Regions from separate parts of the Rattus norvegicus genome. Here region 2 is linked to region 1. A link is a contact called in public Hi-C data. All regions are on one chromosome and are shown on one strand. Each heading gives the region's core, a stretch centred on a gene start, on an enhancer-like site or on the middle of the called end of the contact. The rest is flanking DNA. Distances are from core to core; before and after follow the strand shown. Region 1 overlaps Itih4 (inter-alpha-trypsin inhibitor heavy chain 4). Region 2 holds the start of Itih1 (inter-alpha trypsin inhibitor, heavy chain 1).

Region 1 (6,571 bases), core at 2,231-4,730:
AGAAACCCACAGGAAGCAGCTTCAGGGAGGGAGGACTCATCCTGTCCACACAGGAGGCCTCGGTCCGTCAGGGCAGAGGGCATGGCTGAGCAGAGAGAACCTGAAACAAAGAGAATCTCTTCCTGCCTTTTATGCTGTTCACTCGCAATGTGTGGGATAGTGTGACCCGGGGTCAGGACAGTTCCCCCATCACTTAACCTCCAAACATATCCAGAGATGACTTCTATTAATATTCCAGATGCTTCTCAGTCCGGTCAAAGTGACGGTGACTAGTATCATCACCCCCAATAAAATATAAAATTCGCTCATGAGAAAGTAAACTTAAAACCGGAGCCAGGGACTCTTCATTCTCTTTTACAAATGAGAGCTTGCTTTAGTGCTCTCTTGCCAGCGGGGTAGCTGAGCCTAAAAGACTGAAGGGACTCTTTGCCTAAAGCTACACAATGACTTCCTGGTCAAGAGTAGACGCCCTACCCTGCTGCTGGGACCCAGCCTACTGAGACTCCACCATGAAGGTCTCTGCCTTCCTGGTAAGGATTTGGTGTTTCTCTGCAGCTTAAAGATGACCATGGATAAGACGGGACTGCTACAGCTCAGTGGCCCAGACAAAGTCACCATCAGCCTCTTGTCTCTGGATGACCCTCAGAGAGGACTCATGCTGCTTTTGAATGACACTCATCACTTCTCCAACGACATTACAGGGGAGCTTGGTACGACGTCACTTGCCCTTAAAAACCAGCTGTGACCGACCAGGCACAGACTGGGTCACTCGCTTCTGCCCATCTCCCTCTCTGTTCTTTTTTTTTTTTGGTTCTTTTTTTCGGAGCTGGGGACCGAACCCAGGGCCTTGCGCTTCCTAGGCAAGCGCTCTACCACTGAGCTAAATCCCCAACCCCCTCCCTCTCTGTTCTTAACCCTCACCAACCTACCCTTTATCTCAGGTCAGTTTTACCAGGATATCATCTGGGATGATACAAAACAGACAGTCAGAGTTCTAGGAATCGACTACCCGGCTACCAGGTAACTGCACAGACAGACTGCTGGGCCCGGCTATGGTGGGGTAGGGATTAAGAGGGTGAGAGCTGGGATCTACAGAACCCTACTCCTGTCCATGCTTGTGAACTAAGAACAGATGAAAGGATGCCTTCCCCCACAAAGAATGGTCAGCTGGGACACCAGGTTGTGGACGCCATTGTTTCCTTACTCCTTTCAAACTTCTAAAGTCCTGGATCCAGAAGACATCACAAATAATCCTCTTGAATAGTCCTTGGGCAACTGGGCCTTCCTGACCTGTATCAGAGAGAATTCTGGGGGGCTTCGAGGCACCCTACACTCCATGCTCCAGTTTTCAGCCGCCCCCACCTCACCCCCATCTCTTTAGTCTTACCTGAGGTTGGTTGACAGCCTGCCTATGTTTTCTCTGTTGTCTTCCTACCCTAGAGAGCTCAAGTTGAGTTATCAAGACGGGTTCCCGGGAACAGAGATTTCCTGCTGGACGGTGAAGATATAGAACTGACAGGAGCATTGTTTGCTACCTGCCATGTTGTCCTCGTATGCAGGCGGATGACACTGTGTGCCAACAGGGCCGCCTGTGAGGCCTAGACCTTGATGGGGAAGAGGATGCTCTCTTGTTACAAATAAAGAAGGGTGATGTGAACCCAGGGAGTTTGCTGTCATGATTCTATGTGGCCAGTCCTGCAGGACTTAGGGTCCCAGCCTGTGTATTTTGTCTCAAAGAGCATTGGACTCTTCCAAAACTGGTGGGGCCAGGGAAGCCCACAGACAGTTTTCACCCCATCCTTGTCTTTGTCACAGGAATCTAAAACCAGCTATTCAAAATGTCAGTGCAGCACCGAGTGAAGGCCTCAGAGCACTCTCCCGAGAGAACAGGGCTCTGGGTGCTCTGCGGTTGGCTGGACCATGAAAACCAGCTTTGACTCAAACAGGGTAAACTGTATGACATCTTTTTCTTGAAGAGAAGTGAATGGATGTCTTTTCATCCTGGAGAGGGCACCAACAACAGGTCAAAGAAAGGATTCCACCCCAGGCCAGTTGGTAAAGCCGTGTGTTTATTGAGTACTTACAGGATCACGGAGGGGAGCTCCATACAAGAGCATGAGTGACTCAAAGACAGTGAGTCATCATGGGAAATGACTCTTGAAAGTTGCATCCCTGGTGGCTGCAGGGCTGGCCAGTGGTTAAGTGCACTTGCTGCTCACAGAGGCCCAGAGTTCGGGTCCCAGAACCGGCCCCAAAGAAAACGTCCTAAGGGGCTGAAAAGATGGCTTAGCAGTCAAGATCATTGGCTGCTCCTCTAGGCGTCCCAGGTTGGATTCCTAGCCCTCACGTGGTGCCTCACAACTGTCTGTAATGCCATCTCTAGTGATCTGATGGCCTCTTCTTGCCCGTGTACAAATGGTACACGGAGGTACACGCAGGCAAGGCTCCCCCACACACAAAAGAAAATAAATTACATGTTAGAAGTAAGTGAAAGATAAAATACTGAACCCTTTTTTTAAAAAAAAAATAAGAGAAAGAATCAGACGTGATGTCACATGCCTTTGACCCTGGTTCTCAGGAGGCAGAAGCAACAGAGCTCTGTGAGTTCAAGGTCAGACCAGTCTGCACGTGGAGTTCCAATCCAGTCAGCAGCACACAGTAGAAAGAAAGGAAGAGAGGGGGAGGGGAGGAAGATGAAGGGGAAGAAGAAGAGGAGGAAGAGGAAGAAGAGGAAGAGGAGGAAGAAAAGGAGGGAGAGGAGGAAGCAGAGAGAACGAGAAATTTATACACTGGGGACGTCTTGCACAGCTTGCAGACAGTTTTACCAGAGTCCCCTCCCCTGGCAATTTCAGCTTGGAAAAGATTATTGCTTTCTGAGCTTCCTAATCTTTTACTCCTCCCTCCTCCCTTTTCCCTCCTCCCTCCTCTCTCTTCCTCCCTCCTCCCTCCTCCCTTAACCTTCTTCCCTTCAGGTGGGGGTGAGGGATACTTCGCTTCTGAGGAAATACCTTCACAACACCTAGTCCAGCTCCCAGACAGAGCATTTCACAGAGTTAAGCACCCTGGAGATTCCACCTGAAATATTTCTTTAAGTTTGTATTCTAACGCTGGGCTTCGTGGCACACAACTTCAATCCCAGCACTTGGCAGGCAGAGGCAGGCAGATCTCTGTGAGTTCAAGGCCAGCCAGGGCTACATAGATCCCATATCAAAAAGAAGAAGGAGGAGGAGGAGGGAAGGAAGGAAGGAAGGAAGGAAGGAAAGAAGGAAGGAAGAAAGGAAGAAAGAAAGAAAGAAAGAAAGAAAGAAAGAAAGAAAGAAAGAAAGAAGCCTGAATCCAGAGTTTCTTCATCTATCGACTCAACCAACTGTGGGTTGAAACTATTCCCGAAAGCTGCCGCCGTACTGAGCTGGTACAGAAGTTTCCTCTACTCTGCTCCTTCCTAACGTTGTCTAACACGGTTGGGTATTATATGGGCCCTGCAGATGGTTTAAAGAGCACAAGAGGATCTGAGCGGGTTGTATGTGAATACAACAGGGTTTACATAAGGGACTTGAACATCTATGGAATTTCGGTATCCGTGGGGTTCTTGAAACCAATCCTCCATGAATACCAAGGGACAACTGGACTCCTACAACAACCTACTTGAGAAAAAAGGGGGCTTACAATCTGTGGCTTACAGACAGATACTGTACGGAGAATCAAACCATGAGTATTGGAATAAAAGAGCCAAGCAGTCGGAGGGTCAAATCAGCCGCCAAAATAGAGGACACTGCCGAAGCAGCTGGCCAGGAAGCTCCCTCTCCTTGGTAGCCAGGATGAAACACGAAGTGAGCTAGCCCACTTGCCTGTTAGGGAAAGCAGACCAGATCATTAAAAAGACAGTCTGTGCCAGCTCTTGAGCAGTGGAGGGTGTTGGGTGGATGAGTCTTCCTAGAAGAATGAGGGATGATCAGGCCAGTGGATGAACTTCCGGCAGCCTTGCCCAATGTGTGAGAATGCATCTTGCACTGAGGTTCCTCCGCCTAGCCACCCTGGCAGGGGACCTCGTGCCAGAACACCATTAGACAAGAAAGCAGCCCTGAACGAGGGACTTCCTCTGGAACTAAGGACAGGTGAGCCTGCCTGGCCCAAGTTCACCCTTCTGGAACACAACCAGCTGGGCTGGCCCAGGAGTCAGTGCTGGGCAGCACCTGCAGGACAGTGAACCGCTAACCTTCACTTTTCTACCCACTGGCTGCTCTTGGCCCTGGGCAAGGGCTGGATTACCCTGAGAGCTATCTTCATTCTGTTCCGTGATGTCATGACGAAATACTTTGACAAATATTAACATAAGAGATGAAGGTGTCTGTGGTGATTTCATGTTACAAAGTCCATCACTGTGGGAGTTAAGGCAGCAGGAACGTGACACAAACACACACACACACACAAACACACACACACACACACACACACACACACACACACACACATCAGTACCCCCAATAGCCACATCTGCCTTAGTAAATCTTTTGGGACTGTCTATGACCCCAATCATGGTCCAGACATATTAACTAGAATAACTGATGTTTGAACAAGCTAAAACACAAAACTAAAATAGCTAAGAGGAAGCGTAAATCAGAGGTAATTGTCTTGTGCTCTCTGGAAAATACTGCTAAGCTCTGCAAAATGACAGATGTCACTTCGACTTCCCCTAAGCACTGATGTAACTGTGGTTTTTGTCTTTTAAACTGCTGTACCTCCAATCTTTGATACCAAGAGACATGAGCCTGCTTTTGAACACCGGCTAATGAAATTATCTATATGCATTTATTTGGCTTAATTAGCCAGATCGTCTTGCATGGATCATCTCCACGTCAAATCCACACTGTAGATCGGAGAACCTTAGGTTAACGCATTCACACCAATGCTCACCTGGTCCCTGCTGTCCTTTTCAGTTCAGGGCCCAGCCCAAGAAATACTGCTGCCTACATCCAGGCTGTGTCTGCCCCTTCCATTATCCCAGTTAATAAAATCCCTCACGGGAACAAGTCTGAAGTCCTCCCTTAGGCTCCACCCACAGGTGACCCTGATTCTATCAAGGTGACAAAATTGACGGACACTTGCTCACCCTGGATGAGAAAGGCTTAGAGGTGGTTCTGAAGGACAAAGGGGAGGTCACTCTGAGTAAGTACAACAAGGACACCCATGAACAGGGGGCAGCAGGAGCCTGGCCTAGAGAACGAACACTGAACTGAGGGAAGAGAAACAAGGGTGCTGTAGGTGAGGAAAGGGCAGCCCAGGCAGCGCTCCCTTCACCTGAGCAAGGCCTATGTCCGATGTCTGGCTCTCAGCAAGAACAGAGGATCTGAGGCACTGTGGGAGAAGGGAGAAAACAGCCAGCCTAATGTCTTCCCGAGTGGAGGTGCCTCCCTACTTGTGTGTTGGGGGAGGGGCAGAATTTGGGCTGCGTTAATTCTCCAGCCTGCTTCCCACATTCCCCAGGATCAGGGAAAGGCCTTCAGTTTGGAAGTCAAGTCTCATGCTACCTCTCTCTCTAGACCAGGAGTCCCCTTCCTTCCCCTCCAGGCCCTTGGCCAGTCTGAGCACTGGAAAGCCAGCTGTGATGTCAGCAGTGGGGAGTGTCTATAGACCTTCTGTAGTGGCAGGTATGACAATTCTTGTGACCCATAGCCACATGCTAGCCCTCCCACACACATATCCACAAACACGTGCATGCACCCTGCATTCAATATGGTCCCAGGTTTGATTCCTAATTCTAGCTTTATTGAACTCTCTGCTCAGACATCTAGCAAGCTACCCACCACTTCCTTCTCAAGAATCTTCTGCTCAGCATCCCTTAGGCCCTCAGTCAGAGACAGCTGAAGAAGCAAAGGATCCAGGAAGGATGATCACATGACAGAAGCAGCTTGGGTATCTGGAAGCTGAATGGTGCAGAGAAACACATGGCGTATGGACAGAAAGTAGAGAGGACAGAAGGCCTCTTGTCCCAAGAGCGATGAAGGGGGATGTGGTAGTACACAGAGGGATGAAGGGGTGTCCAAGTGCACAGATTGAGGTACAGCGAGAGTTAGCTGTGCTCTACGCAAAGCCGCATAGAAGCCAAAACACTCAGGCTGGAGATTATCTTCAGGTCCCTCTGTAGGGACCCCTCTGTCTCTCTAACACACCCCGGGTTTGTTGGAAGAGAGAAAGTGGCCATCATGAGGTGACAGGAGGATCCGGTGAATTCTGGCCCTTCTGAAGGCAAACTGTGGCGGTTGTGAAGATATGAACTGTGTTACATACACTCTGCCTCAGATCCTGGCCGTGGATATCGCGCCTGCCTGCTGACTCCAAGGGCGGCAGCTGGGTGCATGTAGTGGAGTGGGTGGGTGGGCAGCCGGGTGGGTAGTTGAATAGATAAGTGGTGTCATTTTACATCTGGAGTGTCACCAAAAGCCTATGTGCTTAAAGCTTGGTCACCAGCCTACAGCGCTATTAAGAGGTAATGGGGGTTGGGGATTTAGCTCAGTGGTAGAGTGCTTGCCTAGCAAGCGCAAGGCCCTGGGTTCGGTCCCCAGCTCCGAAA
Region 2 (6,571 bases), core at 2,650-5,149, 39 kb after region 1:
GCACACATAATAATAATTAATAATAACTTTTGAATAACGAAAACTAAAGGCAATCCCAATGAACTGTAAGAGACACTCTTTTCAGTGACTTGTGGAGTCCCTGCACAAAGGGTGAGAGAGCTGAAGGTTGCTCTTGGCCTGGGTTAAGGGCCAGTTGGGAAGCAGGGCGTTTGCAAGGCCCCATAGTGGGTCAAGAACAAGACTTCTGGGGTGGCAAGTGATAAGTTCTCGGATAGGTCACAGACCATTCCAAACCTGTGTGTCAAAAACAAATAACAAAACAAAAAGCTAAGGGTTGTTTTAAGTGTCCAAGTGATCTTCCACGGACAAAGATGAAGCTGGTACAAGTGGTCAGGACACAGCAGGTTGCTGAGACAAGTTCTTTCCTACCTCAGATCAGACTTGGCTGAAGCAGGAGGCTAGAACGCTTCTGAGATTTCAGCTGGATACGTCCACCACCCGCTACAGTTTGGGTATGGAGAGTCTTAATGAAGGAGAGTGTATTGAAGGCTTGGTCCCTGGTGCAAGCAGGGTTCCAAGGTCTGGCTTTGAGGGAGCGACTGGATCATGACGCACTGCCTCCATCGTCAGACTGGCTAATCCACTGATGAACCCAGAGCGTGAATAGATTACCCAGAGTGGTGGATCACACCTGTGATCCCAGCACATGGGAGGGTGAGCCAGGAGGATTATTTGGTTAAGGACAGTCTAAGCCGGATGATAAGGCCCTTCCTCGATAAAATATAACAAAATTAAAAGAACTAAATAGACTCTAGGTTTGTGGTTGAACTGAGAAAAGTGAAGCTAGGTTGGAAGAAGTCGACTGGAGAGGTGCCTTTGAAAGTTAAGCTCGCTCGCTCGCTCTCCTCTCTCTCTCTCTCTCTCTCTCTCTCTCTCTCTCTCTCTCTCTCTCTCTCTCCCTCTGCTTCCTGACTGCATAAGCTGAACAACCTCTATTCCTGCATGCATTTTTTTCTGCCATGATGTTCGTTTGCCGTGTTCCAGAAGCAATGGAACAAGCTGACCATGGATTGAGCGCTCAGAAACCATGAGCCCAAATAAATCCCTCTTCCTTGAAACGGTTTCTCTCCATTATTTGCCACAGTTGATGGAAAGTCTGGCTAATAACTCGGCGTGGCAGCCTACCTACACTGCCTGCTCCCGTGCCCAGCCTGGATAGTTCATAAAGGCTGAGCTGAGCGGAGAAGCCTCTAAGAGTCCATTCCCCACCGCTTGTTCTTCACATACCTTCTTCCCCGAGAAAGACTTCTTGATGGTTTGAGCAGCCAGTTCCTTGCTGAGGAAGGAGGCTTGAGCATCCAGCCTGCTGATCCCCTGCGGCTCAAAGATGTCCACATCAATCTGCACCGTGGAAGACAGTCCTGAGCTAAGGCCCACTTGGACTAGCACCAAATTTCAGCCAAGAGCCCTGTGGAGCTGCCTTCTCCCACTGTGTGCACTATCCCCCAGTCCTTAGCAGGGCCTGGCTCATCTTAGGCAGTCCGGAAATACTGACTGAAAGATGCTTGCACATGCCTGAACACTCCAGCCTCGCCCCTCATGCTGACTGATACACAGTTGTCAGTATTTTTTTTTTTTTTTTTGTAATCTGGTGGCAGTCCTGGAAAACCCAGGGGGTGTATTTAGTAGATACATTATTGGGGTGCCATGGATGACAGTAAAGCTGGGAGGTTCAGGGGGCTTCCTGCCCGGGAAGAGCCCACAGGAACCCACTCTGAGGACCCAGTCTCACTCTTTGTATTTTCGGGTCTGGGCTGAGGGAGAAGGCTGAAGCGGTGCTGGAAGCCACAGTGGAGGTTGGGGTTGGGAGTGGGGAGGAGAAAGAGAAGAGTCCTGCCTGGGGACTTGCAAAGTACCTCAAAATGGTGTACCAGCTGCTTCGGTCTCACTTTGATGACGATGTCATACTGCGTAAGTCTCCTCTTTAGTACCTCCTCATAGGTGAGCTGGAACGTGGCCTTGCTCTGGGCTCCAACAGTGATGTGGATGGTAAACTGCTCCATATTTCTTCCCGAGGCCCTGGACATGTCACCAGAGGCCACAATAGGCAAAGGGGTGACGTGTGTTGTTTTGACACCTAAAGCATGTCCCTCAGAACCAGTTTCTCTTATTATCACACCATCCCCCAAGATGACCTCAACTGGACAGTGAAGGCTGGAGCTCAAGGATGACACCCATTTCTCCACAAGACAGAAGAAGATCAAGGGTGCCCAACCCTAGCCCTAGATGCCAGCTAAGACAGGTTTGTTCAAGCTTCTCTCCTCCTGGAGATGCTCCCTACCCAATAGCATCTCACAGTCCCTAGCTCTATCCTGAATGGGCAGAAGGGAGAGTCCTGGAGGCTTGGCCACTAAGGCCTGGAATTTACCTGACAAGGCCAGCATTCTCTCCTGAAATGGCTGCCTTCCGGTATTGCTTCCATGCAGTCACTTTGTCCTTTATGTCCCCAATGAATGCATTCCCATCTGCTGTTCTGCACGAAAAGGAAAAATCCCCAGTGGTGGTGACCTGACTTCACTGCCTCTCGGTTGTCCTCTGAGCCTAAGACCCTGTCCACACAACTCCTTGAAAAGGGAGTCTCTGCTGTCCGCTGCCTCTGCTTTCCCTGCTCAGAGGGCCCATGGGAAGTCAGTAGATAACCATGGTCACAGAGGCCACATCGCACTCTGGCTCTGCTCCTCAGGTCAAAAGCTTTGAGAACAAGCAGTCCAGATTTTCTGTATAAGGTGGGAGGTGATAACTCTGAGGGACCTCTTTCCTCCTGCCCCTCTAAGCTGTGCTGACCACGACCCAAGTGAGATCTGGGTACTCTGGCCTCAGGCTGAACAGGTGAATGGACACCACCAGAGTAGAGTGTAGGAGTTAGGTAGGGCATGCACGCACATGGCAAAGTCACTGATGAAGGCTGTCTTGGGGATTTCCACATCAAAAGCCACTTCCCTGGCTTTGTTAGCACTGTTGACCACTTGACTGGTGATGACGTAGTGGGCAAAGCGAGAGGTGACTTTGCAATTGACTTTCAAGCTCCTGATGGACACACCATTGACTGTCTGAAGTAAATAATAATAATAACAACAATAACAATAAGAGGAAGAAGAAAAAGGAGGAGGAAGAGGAGGAGGAGGAAGAGGAAGAAGAGGAGGAAGAGGGGAGGAGGAGGAAGAGGAGAGGAGGAGGAAGAGAAGAAGAAGAAGAAAAAGAAGAAGAAGAAGAAGAAGAAGAAGAAGAAGAAGAAGAAGAAGAAGAAGAAGAAGAAGAAGAAGAAGAAGGGATTTTTCCCACTCCAGAGTAAGGCGCCCAGATTCCTGAAGAATATAGCAGTCTTCCCAAGAAGACCCCCTTTCTTTGCTGGAGACATGAGGTGAGCAGTCACATTTCAAGCGATGGGACCCCTGCCTCTTGCACTGAGAGAGGGGTGAGAGAAAGCAAACCTGCAGAAAGGGCCCCATCTCAGACCCCTTTGCCAAGACTTCAACTTACTGTGTCCACAGCCTGTCGCTTCTGCAAAAACAAAACCACAGCCGAGTGTGAGTGGGGAAGCTCAGGGACCCTGATCCATTTATTAAGGGGTGGGAATGGGGTCTGTGTTCTCTACTCCTCCGCTTCCCTCCTGCTGCTGGGAAGCTCTCTCTTCAGGCAGAAATGATCCGGTGGGAGGGGGTTGAGGGGTGTGGGGGTGGGAGTGGGGAGCTCATGTCCCTGATGCAGGGTCTTCTGCAGCCCCAGGGCCTAGGCAGGCCTGTCTATGCTTAAGGGCTTAGTCACATACCTCATTGCCCCTGGGTCTGCCTGTTGCCAAGCCCAGAGCAGGCATGGTCTGCAGAGTGAGGAGACACAGCAGCACCCGTAGTCCTGTGACACCATCCATGGTCTCCAGGCTCTCGCTTCCTGGTCACTTTCCCCAGACCATTAGTTAATACTGTGCTGGACAAACACAGTTTAAACATTAGACACAGCGGAGGCAAATAGCAGGATTTAGGGAATCAAAACTTGGCAATGAGCTAGCTCTGTAGCTCATTGGTAGACGGCATGCACAAAGCTCTGGATTTAATTCCTAGGACAATATACATAAATATGATAAAGAAAAAAATCAACGTGTTACTTTTGCTGGTCTGGGGTAATAGCTCAGCAGGTAAAGGAATTTACCACAAAGCCTGATGACCTGAGTTTGAATCTTAGAACCCACATGGTTGAAGGAAAGAACTAACTCTCTCAAGTTGTCCTCTGACCGACCTCCACCTGTGGATTGTGACATGCATCTACTTATACAGAGAGGGGGGGAGGGGAGAGAGAGACAGACACACAGACACACAGACAGACACAAGACACATAGATACACAGACACACACAGAGAGACAGACAGACAGACACACACACACAGAGACATAGACACACAGACACAAGACACAGACAGAGACAGACAGACACACACACACAGAGACATAGACACACAGACACAAGACACAGACACAGAGACACAAGACACAGACACAGAGACAGACAGACAGACACACACAGAGACATAGACACACAGACACAAGACACAGACACAGAGACAGACAGACAGACAGACACACACGCACACACACACAGAAAGAGAGAGAGAAAGAGAGAGAGAGAGAGAGAGAGAGATGGAGAGACACGGAGAGAAAAAGCAACAGTTTTAATGGCAACTGGGCTTGATGGTGCACACTTACAATCCTAACATTAGGGAGGAAGATGAGGAGTTCAAGGCAAGCCTCCGCTACAGAGGGAAACCAGTTGGGCTCTATGAGATCTTGTCTTTAAACAGGGGCAAGGGAAGGTGCTGAGCTGGACCAGCAGCTCAGAGTGTTTGCTGCCTTTCCAGGGGACTCAGCTTTAGTTTCCAGTCCCTGTGTTGGACGGTTTGTGGTCCCCTGTATCTCTAGCTACAGGGGATCGACACCCTCTTGAGGTTTCTGTGGGTACTGCATAGGCTCACACGTAGGGAAAGTAAGTAATGCTTTACAAATAGGCCAGTGAATACTTTCTTCTCGTGAGCAGGTAGCTCAGGGTCGTGGGAAGTCCCTGCCAGACACGAAGTTGCCCTTGCGTATGCATCTGCAGTCTGTCAAGAAGGACTGCGAAGCCCTCGAATGCTTCATCTCCTGGCTCTAGTACCAGGCGGCCCCGGTCTCATATGGTTGATCCTGGCAAAAAGTCGGAGGGGATAAAATAGGATTTCTAACCTTAATGAAGCTTTTCGGTCATGCTTTGGCCACAGATATGATCAGGAGCTGCGGCACCCGGGTACACATTTGGTTCTGACGGAGCACGAAGCTTGGGGGAAGCACAGCGGTGACCTGTGCCCCAGGTCATCATCTCGCTGACCTTGCCAGTTTTGGAAAGAAAAACAGAAGTCAGCTTTGTCTTGCTTCCACCGGGCTGTCAGGCCGTCAGCATGGAAGGCACCCATGGCGGCAGCTTTTTAGAATCAAGGCCCCTGGAAGCCTTGTGTGGTTGCTCTTTATTGCCTAGGTTCTATTTATGTGTCTGTGCGGTGGCCACACTTGAACTTGGGTCTCTCCCCAACGCCCGTCACGTAACGGTAGGCATGCCCCTGAGATACAAAGCAGAGAAAGCAAGGTGGAGATCCCAGAGGGGAGAGTCCTCAGAGACCCGGCTTGCCCAACAAGTTCCTCAGCTGTTATGTACAAAGCCCTGTTGCCAACAAGCCACAAAAGCTGTCATTTGGTTAGGTCGTTCTATGACCTGGGGTGGGATGAGACCCGGGTGAGATGGAGGGGACCTTGCAGATAATCTGTTTGCTTATCCTGGACTTTGTCTCCCAGAGGCAGGTTCTGGGAAAAGGGTTTTGTCCTTAGTCCAGGGCGACCTTCTGACCTGTTTTCTGCCTTTGCGGAAGATCAGACAGGTTGACACGCTGCTGTACATTGGAGGGTCTGTTTATTCCATTACCAGCAGGAAAAGAGCCGGTGGTGGGCTGGGTACAGTGGTAGGAGTGGAATACAAGCGTGGCGAATCTTAGTTGCCCGGGTGTGATCAGTGAGCTGATGCCATGGGAAAGGGAGTGAGACACACTATTGGAACAGAGGATCCTGGGTGGCTGGAGGTGCCTTAAAGATCTGTAGACACTGGGAAGGGTGGAGCTCATCTCCACAGGAATCAGAAGAACAGCATTTGGGAAGGTGAACACCGGGAGAGGAGGGACTTTGACAGGCGGTTCAGGATCAGTTGGAACAAGTGTACTCTGGCTTCAATATGTTGCTGCTACAGACACTGGGGGATAGGAGGGTTTATTTTAGCTTTGAGGAAAGTCAGGGAAGAAACTCCAAGCAGGAACTTGAAAGAGAAGCCACGGAAGGATGCTACCCGGTGGCTCACTCACCAACCCATGCTTAGGAAGCTGAAGGCTACCTAAGGTGTGGTGCTGCTCACAGTGGGCTGGGCCCTCCTACAACAATTAATGATCAACACATACACACACACACACACACACACACACACACACACACACACTCACACGTCACCCTGCTCTGGACAATCCCTCAACTGAGACTCCCTTCTC

Evidence for each region. A called contact is a pair of places that touch in the nucleus more often than the background predicts.
Region 2: a Hi-C map of liver shows a contact between it and region 1, with 7 times the contacts expected there. The contact joins the promoter of Itih1 here to the enhancer-like site in region 1. A contact is called at or near these places in 4 of 12 Hi-C or Micro-C datasets (hepatocytes, kidney and liver).

What each region holds. Positions count from the first base shown.
Region 1 is chr16:6,100,506-6,107,076 of GRCr8, forward strand. It overlaps Itih4 (inter-alpha-trypsin inhibitor heavy chain 4), which reads left to right. Exons shown (of 23, transcript NM_019369.2): 21 at 556-710; 22 at 942-1,020; 23 at 1,441-1,657. The coding sequence ends at 1,510. Among named protein-coding and RNA genes, the nearest start is that of Itih4, 17 kb to the left of the region's middle. Within about 2 kb of position 3,481, at least 4 of the 93 cell types and tissues checked have an H3K27ac peak or open chromatin away from gene starts, as enhancers often do. A contact at or near this core is called in liver, where this site is marked.
Region 2 is chr16:6,138,914-6,145,484 of GRCr8, forward strand. It overlaps Itih1 (inter-alpha trypsin inhibitor, heavy chain 1), which reads right to left and starts at 3,900. Exons shown (of 22, transcript NM_001107291.2): 1 at 3,791-3,900; 2 at 3,502-3,522; 3 at 2,905-3,071; 4 at 2,390-2,494; 5 at 1,878-2,040; 6 at 1,249-1,362. The coding sequence starts at 3,889.